Regions from separate parts of the Sus scrofa genome. Here regions 2 and 3 are each linked to region 1. The links are chromatin contacts, called in public HiChIP or PLAC-seq and promoter capture Hi-C maps. All regions are on one chromosome and are shown on one strand. The core of a region is the stretch at or near the end of the contact, and the rest is flanking DNA. Distances in the headings are between cores, read along the strand shown. Region 1 holds the start of MICU2 (calcium uptake protein 2, mitochondrial). Region 2 holds the start of SGCG (gamma-sarcoglycan). Region 3 holds the start of CRYL1 (crystallin lambda 1).

What was found. Promoter capture Hi-C pulls out the DNA fragments that hold promoters and counts their contacts. HiChIP or PLAC-seq counts read pairs in DNA pulled down with a chosen protein or histone mark.
Region 2: a contact with region 1 is called in a promoter capture Hi-C map of fetal skeletal muscle, with 4 times the contacts expected there. The contact joins the promoter of SGCG here to the promoter of MICU2 in region 1.
Region 3: an H3K27ac HiChIP or PLAC-seq map of alveolar macrophages shows a contact between it and region 1. The contact joins the promoter of CRYL1 here to the promoter of MICU2 in region 1. A contact is called at or near these places in 1 of 5 promoter capture datasets (fetal liver), 1 of 47 Hi-C or Micro-C datasets (embryonic fibroblasts) and 1 of 2 datasets of contacts at active chromatin or transcription factors (alveolar macrophages).

Annotation. Positions count from the first base shown.
Region 1 is chr11:1,499,043-1,501,793 of Sscrofa11.1, forward strand. MICU2 (calcium uptake protein 2, mitochondrial) reads right to left here and starts at 1,351. Exons shown (of 12, transcript XM_021065452.1): 1 at 1,137-1,351. The coding sequence starts at 1,340.
Region 2 is chr11:2,308,932-2,311,682 of Sscrofa11.1, forward strand. It overlaps SGCG (gamma-sarcoglycan), which reads left to right and starts at 1,349. Exons shown (of 7, transcript XM_021065455.1): 1 at 1,349-1,554. The coding sequence starts at 1,501.
Region 3 is chr11:923,784-926,534 of Sscrofa11.1, forward strand. It overlaps CRYL1 (crystallin lambda 1), which reads right to left and starts at 1,382. Exons shown (of 8, transcript NM_213881.1): 1 at 1,301-1,382. The coding sequence starts at 1,350.

The DNA.
Region 1 (2,751 bases), core at 101-2,600:
GTCAAGTCTTTAGTGTCCTGTCAGGAATTTTAAACACAAACAGGCTAGCAGTGGGCCACGAAACCACGAGACGGGTGAACGGAACCCGGAATCCACACTAAGGGGGAAAGCGAAGCAGGTTGGTGAGAAGGTGTGTCTGAGGAGTGGTAAGTCAGAGTGGCTTCAGAACGACAACGTTTTCAAATGTGGCTTATCGGGGAGAAGGAGGCACTAATGATTTCCGAAGCAGCGTGCATCATACAGCTAAAGTGATACTCTCGGGAAGATTAACCAGACAGGATGAAATAAGGTTAGAGAAACCTAAAATGAAGAATAAATTGAACTGCCAGACCCAGCAAGGTTAAAAAAAATGATATGAGACACTATTAGATGCTCCCACCTGTGATGAGAAATGGTATGTTGATGGGAGAGAGTTACTGCAGGTACTAACCAGGTGGCGTCTTAATTTAATACAAGTAAAAAATACTATCGGTCAGTACTCACTTTAATTCACAAGGCCTGCTTTCTTCTTTTTGTATTGCTGGGTTTCTCAGAATTCGAGGCATTTAGAAGAGCATAATGGAAATCCAACGAAGAAAAAGACTACTGCTTTTAACTTTTAAAAATTCCACACCAACTTAATGAAATGTCCATTAGAGATTTTCAAAGAAGTTGCTTTTGCAAATTTTCCAATGTTTTACGTGGCAATGTTATACCGAACCAGGGAATATGACCTTTACCTTCACACATGAAAGTCTGAGAAGAAATGCTTTGCTTGGGACTCAGAGTCCGCCTGAGCATCACGTTTATGACACGTCACTTACGTGTAACTAAGTGCAGCTGCTCACGGGGGACCATGAAACCCGGCACTCGCCAACCGGTCAGTTTTAGGGCTGGCACTTGCACTCGTAAAAAGGGCCCTACCAGGGCAGCCTGAGCACGCTGCGCAGAGAGCGCGCGGTCGGCCGCAGTCGCGGGCCGGGGCCCGGAGGACCGGTCGGCGGCCCCGGGGGAGGGGCCGGGGCGCGGACACGCCCCCGTCACCGACGGGCCGCGTCGCCAGTGGGGTCCGCGGTGCGCCGGGACGGGCTGCAGACGCCGCTCCTTAACCCCCTCACCCGCCCCGGCGGCGCTGCCGGACGGGGCCCGTCCCATACCTGGGCTACGACGGTGAGGCCGCCCCGGGGCGCCGCCACGTTCACGCGGCCGTGGTACCACGTCGCTCCTGCTCCCGCCAGGGCCACGCCGGCCGCCGCGGCCGCTACGGGCCCCGGGCCGGGCCAGGCCCGCCAGCCGGCTGCCAGCCCGCGCCGCAGCCTTCCGCTCCAGGCCGCCAGTCGCGCACCACCCGCCGCCGCCATTTTTGCGGAAGCGCGGCGGCACGGCGCCGCGTCCCACGGAGGCCTGAGCACTCGCGCGGCCGCGGTGTCGCGAGATCCGGGCGGCCTCCGCCCGCCCCGCCCCAGAGCCGGCGCTGAGCAGCGGCAAGGCGGGGCCTCAGGGGCGGGAGGGGGAGTGGGCGGGGCCGGCGGAGGCGTGGGCGGGGCGCGGAAGAAACGCCCTGCGGGTGCGGAGGAGAGTGTCTGCTCCGCATCCGCATCTGGAGAGCACGCTTCGTCCAGAGTTTAAAATTCGAAAACTGCCTGAGCTGCACAGATTTTCACGCTAATGAGCTCGCCCAGCCTCGAGTAAACAACAACCTTGTTTAAAAAATTATGCTCTACTTGTTTCACTTTAGTAGCTCATCAGACTTTTAAAAATGCGTTTTTAAATTGTGGTTAAAAAATATTCATAGCACTGCCATTTTAAATATTACATTTTAAATATACATAGCACTATCATTTTTTAGTGCACAGTTCGGTGGCATTAAGTACATTCACATTTTTGTGCAACCGTCCGTCACCACCATCCGTACCCAGAACTTTTTTCATCTTGCACAACTGGCACAGTGTCTTCTTTCATCCTTCCTGTCCTTAGATTCTTGTCTGCTCTCTGGTTTTTGCTAAATCTTATCCTATCCCTCCCAGCCGTACAGCTTTAATGAACTCCCAAAGTCGCACTCTTTCCTTCAGGCAATCACTATTTGCTGAATGTTGGATTTACAGTCTGTTCTAGTAAAGTGTTTGGTGGTGTTTAGTTCCCACTTGGTACCAAGTTGGATGCAGCAGCGCACCTACCCATGTCCCTATCATCAGGGACCTAGTCGTTTGCCCTGGTGCAGGCTTGGGGCAACAGGGCCGTCCTGGCTGTTTCACTGCTCATAAGAAAGGATTTAGCTGAGGCAGATGCCTTGGCTTTGTTTTGTAGTCTCTGATCCTCCCTTATTTGGTCTTTACTTTTCAGAGTCAATTACCTTAATCAACTTCGTTGGCCTCAAATGTCCCTGAGCCTTCAGGAGCTTTACTTGGGCATGCAGTAACTTCAGCCAACGTGAAAGTGCCAAGAGCCCCTATCAAGTAATCACTGACATCTCGGAGTTAGCAAAACAAACAAAAACCCCCAAAGGAAGAACAAGCGCCCCACTAAATCTAATCTGACCACTTTATTCCTTGGATCCTCTAGTCATGATCTGCCCTGAGTTCTTGCTCCCGTTTCCTTTGCCAGCTCCTCTCAGTGGGTCTGCATTTGGAGCTTCCTCACTTCCCCAGCTGCTGAAACCACTTTCCACTTGCCTTCCCAGCAAGGAGTAGCTGGGACGGTGTGCAGCTGTGTGAGCCAGACCACAGGGCTTGGATCCCGGCTCTGTCAGGATGGCCGCTGTGCTTTGGGGCA
Region 2 (2,751 bases), core at 99-2,598, 810 kb after region 1:
ATTAATGAAAAATTTCCTTGGATTTGTCTAGGAAATTGGCTTTTGATTTCTACCTTTGAAAACGTTTGTTTTAAGAAATGTAATCTGGAGTTCCCGCTGTGGCACAACAGGATCTGTGGCATCTCTGCAGCACCAGGATGCAGGTCTGATCCCAGATCCCGCACACTGGGTTTAAGGATCTGGCATTGCCACAGCTGCAGCACAGGTCACCACTGCAGCTCAAACCTGATCCCTGGCCCAGGGACCTCCATACGCGGCGATCAAAAAAGAAGAAAAAAAAAGTGTAATCTAAGAGTTGTAAATATTTCTGCCTTGCAATAATCTTTGCTACACGAAAAACACTTTTAAATATCCCAGCATCTTTATGTTTCCATTTGGTTTGAAATATAACAGCGTATCTCCATTTAAAAATGCATAAAATAGTCCAGTGATCCTTCCACGAACGTTTGGGAATTTACCTCCTTAGCACATTCATCGGACGCCTCCAACACCTAGGCCATTCCCAAAGACACCAAGCTACTGAAATCAAGTCGCTTTCCTGTGTGAATGAAGGGATGCGCGTGGATGTCAATGAGGAAACACCGACGCACTAAGGAAAACTACGCCACATAACCATTTGAGCGAACCTCTCCAGGCTTTAAAAAAGAGAATCACAGTACTTCTTAAAAGTAGCCCACGGGCGCTATTCAGGAGCCCCGCTCTGAATAGCTGGTCCCAAACTGTTTTTCTGCCGCAGCCAGTTTCTGCAAACCCCGAGGGGGCCTCCCAGCGGCCGGGCCGGGCCCTGCCGTGTGAACGGAGCCGGAGAGGTTCGCGGGGGACAAGCCGGGGGGACACTCCGGAACCCGCGAAGGGCCGGTCCACCAGCAGGGACGCCCTGCCACGCGCGGAAAGGGCGGCGCTGGCTCTGGTACCTCGTGGGCCGAGGTGGGAAGACCCGCCGCTTCTCAGCGCAGCTCGGAGCCCCAGATGCGCGAGGCGACTCAGCGGCACGGGAGCAGACCGAAGGCGCCCGGCGGGCGGCGGAGGGGCCGGGCGGGAGTCTGCGACGGGTGCGGGGACCCGGCCACCTGCGGGCAAGAGACCCGCGGGTGGGGCAGCGGAGGAGGGAAGGGAGCGTGCAGGAGGGACGGGACCGGAAGGACGCGAGGTCTACAGGCGCGCGGGCGATCGCGCAGATGCCCGCGATGCAGGCACGTGGACGCACGCGCGGGGCGGGGGCGCTCGGGGCGGGGCGCGGAGGGCGGGATCCTGCGTTGGCCCCGCCCCCGCCCCGCGTTGGCCCCGCCCCGCCCCGTGTGCTCCGCGGAGTCTGCGGCCCCCGCCTCCGCCGGCGCCGCGTCCCGGCGTCCAGAGCCAGCGCCGGGATGTGGGCGCCCGCGGCCGGGGGTGCGGCGTCGCCGCGGAGGAGCAGAGTCGCCGCGGCCGTCGCGGAGGGCGGAGGACGGAGCAGTAGCCCGCGCTGTCCGCGGAGAAGACGGTGGTCTCCTTCCACCTGGAATGAAGGGACACGCGGGGCCGGTCCGCGCCTCCGGACCCCGGGAAGCTGGGCAGGTAAAGAGGGCGGCCTCGGGCCCCCGCTCCGCCGTCGGCTCCCCAGTTTCCTGCCCCTACACTAGCCCCTGCGAGGTCGGGCACCCCCGGCCCCCCAGCTCCCGCCGGCGCCACGTCTCACCTGCCGGGCAGCGAACAGGTCTCCTTCCGCGGCTGCGGGGCGGGGCTAGGGAGCCGCCAGGTGTGGCTAAACCGTCCGCCTGTCTTTGCCCCAAAGACTTTGCTGGCCGAGCGGCACTCGGACTGGATTTGACTTTAGGATAGTGAGTTGTGTTGTGTAAGTAGGTTTTGCCCATCGCGACGCCCTGGGTCGCTGCCTAGTCCTTCGGGGTTAGGTAGGAGAGGCGGGGCACTAACCAAGCTTCCCGGAGGGGCACGGAGAGGTCACGTGTCTCACACCCTCTCCTCTGGGCTTGTGCTTTCATCCTCAAGCGAGTCTATCCACTACCCCAAAGTACCCATGGTTGACGTGTGCATACTGCATGTTATCACTTGGTTAAATGGGGATTAATTAGGACGTTGATAATAGCCCTTGCTGGATAGTTGATGTCCATAAATGCTGGGACAGTCATGTTGCATTTTTCTGTGAAATAGCTACTTATCAAATGATACCTGCTGGTGTTCCAGAAGTTCTTAGTGAGATGACTGTGCTTGTGCTGGGTGTTCCTTAAAGCGGATACATCTGTGTAAAGCAATTGAATGGAATTTTTTTTTTTTAAGCAAGACTTTTTATACGGCTCTTCATGTCCTTTTCTTCCTTTAATATGAGCGGGATATATATTTAAAAATATGAAAATAGATTTTACAGTATTATTCAAAAATCTTACCCAGTTCTCGGTGATGGAATATTTTACTGGAAGCTTCCGTTTGCCGCCTATTAAACCTGCCTCTCCAGAACACGTGCTTCCAAAGAAAGTAATTGCAAAGTGGCAGCCACTCACAGGTGTAAAACATCCTACAGTGGACTGTTAAGGTTGTGGGACAGTCCTGTTTTCAAGTATTTAACTCTCTCTAAATCCTGTGTTCTGGAGTTCCCGTCGTGGCGCAGTGGTTAACGAATCCGACTAGGAACCATGAGGTTGCGGGTTCGGTCCCTGCCCTTGCTCAGTGGGTTAACGATCCGGCGTTGCCGTGAGCTGTGGTGTAGGTTGCAGACGTGGCTCGGATCCCGCGTTGCTGTGGCTCTGGCGTAGGCCG
Region 3 (2,751 bases), core at 132-2,631, 580 kb before region 1:
CACCTGGATCTGAGGCTTAGTTACCGCTGATGCTGAGGAACCACGGGTACGGAGGGCCGACTGTAAGTTATACTGGATTTTCCAATGCGAATGGACCCGCGAGTGGCTCGAGGGGCACCTGTACTGTCGGCTCCAAACGTCACTAAGCCTTTGTGGGGAGCTGGCAGGCCACCATTCCGAGGCCTAGCTGATAGACACTTGACCCCGGGACAAAAGGTGCAAGGCAAGCATGGCGCCCACACCCAGCACAAAGTGCACCTGTTTATATTCCTTCGCTAGGCAGCCACCCACCCACGTGCCTGGAGGGGACACAGACACACACAATTGCCCTGTCCGAGTAAATGCTGACCCAGAGCACACGCACCCTGCATACATGGGCTCTGAGGAGAGACCCAGACAAGGATGTGTTCTCAGGACCTGCTGTGACCAGGGCCAGGCAGGCAGGACCTCGGCAGCGGAGCCCGACAGACCTGGAGCCTCCCGGAAGGAGCGTCTAAGGATCAAGAGCAAGCGTGGAAAAGCGGGCGGATTGCTGTCATTGCCTGCCAACGGGAAGGGGCACAGAAACGCCTTTCTTTTCTTGTTTTTAAAATGAAAATAGCAGGAGTTTTAAAAGAGGGATGGGGGAGGTTCCGTCGTGGCGCAGTGATTAACGAATCCGACTAGGAACCACGAGGTTGCCGGTTGGATGCCTGGCCTTGCTCAGTGGGTTAAGGATCCGGCGTTGCCCTGAGCTGTGGTGTAGGTTGCAGACGCGGCTCGGATCCCGAGTTGCTGTGGCTCTGGAGTAGGCCGGCGGCTACAGCTCCGATTGGACCCCTAGCCTGGGAACTTCCATATGAAAGTTCAGAAAAAGGCAAAAAAAGAAAAAAAAAGAAAAGGATGGGAGCAAACCAGAAAACCGTGGACGGAAGTTAGACTGCCAACCTGACACACACGCTGCGGCAAACAGGGACCCCCCCCCCCCGGATCCGACGCCGTCGCCACCCCCAGGCGCGCATTCCCACCTCGCAATCCGATCTCAGGGCGGCAAACTGCACCCGCCGCACGTGACCCTCCCGCCGAGCCCCCGGGCGCCCATCCCTCCGACGAGAACACGCGGGTGCGGCCCCGGGGCCCGATAGCCCCTCACCCACTCGCAGTGCCCACCGACACCGTCCCTGCTCCGCCTGCCACCGCATCGCACGCAGCCTGGCTGTACCGGGAGCCAACTCGCCGCGCCTCGCCGTGCGCCCCGGCCCGCGCAGGTGGCGACCGGGCCACCCGCCTCCCTCGCGGGCGCGCAGGCTCGACCCCTTACCTGCCCACCACCGCCACCCCGTCGGCCGTCGAGGACGCTGACGACGCCATGGCCCGCACCGTGCCAGAGCCAACAGCTGCCGCGCGCGCCACCCGGGCACTGGCTCCGCCCGCGCCGAAGGGCGACAGGGCTCGGCGGGGCCTGGCCCGTGGGTGGGGCGCGGGCGGAGCCTCCACCTCTCCACGCCCCGCGCGCGCGCGCGCAGGGGCCCCGGGCCGGGCGGCGGGGGCGCGCCTTGTACTCGGGGCGGCGACGGAGGGGGGCGCGGGGAGCGGCCTGGCCCATCGGGCGCGCGCGGAACGTCCCCCTCCGCTCGCCCTGGAGCGCGCACGGGGGGGGGGGGCGGACCACGTGCTCCGGCCGCTGCGCGCTCCAGGAATTCGCTTTGCTTTGCTTGACTCCCCCACCACCACCCCGCGCCCCTAGAGTCATTGCACCGGGAGGGGCCACCTGCAGGCCAGGACCAGGCGCGACCCCTCAAAGACCCTCCAAAATTATCACTCGGGTTTCCTTCCCGTTTGAAGAGTTTAGCACCACTTCCGTCCACACGACCAGCGCAGGCGTAAGCCGAGGACCGACCCTGCTGAGTTCAGTTCATCATTCAGTTCTGGGAAGACCTGCCTCTCTCCGAGGGTGAGGCCGCGGCCCAGGAGCCTTGGGGCCGCAGAGGAAGCGCGGGTGGGCGGTCTGCCAGCCGAGGGCTGTGGGGCCGCCGCAGGGAGGGCCGCAGCGCGGAGCTGTGCTTCCTGCTCCGGGGCCCTGAGCTGCTTCTGTCCCCGAAGAAGGAAATGTCACCGTGCCACATCACACGTCCCGTGACAGCGTGTCCGCAGCGCACAAGCAGGGAAACGCCGGTCCTCCGGGTCAAGGCCCTTAGGCAGCGCTTGAGCGGCAACTCGGGTGGCAAACGGAGCCCCTCCTGTCTTCCCCGGTCGGGAGCAGAAAAGGGGTGTCTTACAGAGTCGGGTAACGGAGTGTCTGTACGCACCTGCATGTAGAGACACACTTGTATACTCCTCTACAGTATTTCTGTCACCTTGCACAAAATACCAGAATTTTTATTCGGAGGCATTTATGTATTTATTTATTTTTCTCTTTTTAGGGCTGCACCGCGGCATATGGAGGTTCCCAGGCCACTGGCCTACACCGAAGCCACAGCAACGCCAGATCCGAGCCGCATCTGCGACCTACCCCACAGCTCAGCAACGTCAGATCCTTAAGCTACTGAGCGAGGCCAGGGATCGAACCCGAGTCCTCAGGGATGCTAGTCAGATTCACTTCTGCTGAGCAGATACGGGACGACCTATGCTGAGGTATTTAGCTGAAGGACATGAGAATTTAGTTCACTCACAAGTGAGTCATTTGTGTCTGCTTTGTTTATAACCCCCAATCTGGAACGCCCCAGCCCTCCCTCATTTGACAAATGGAAACACAGTCTGTGGTGTGTCCTC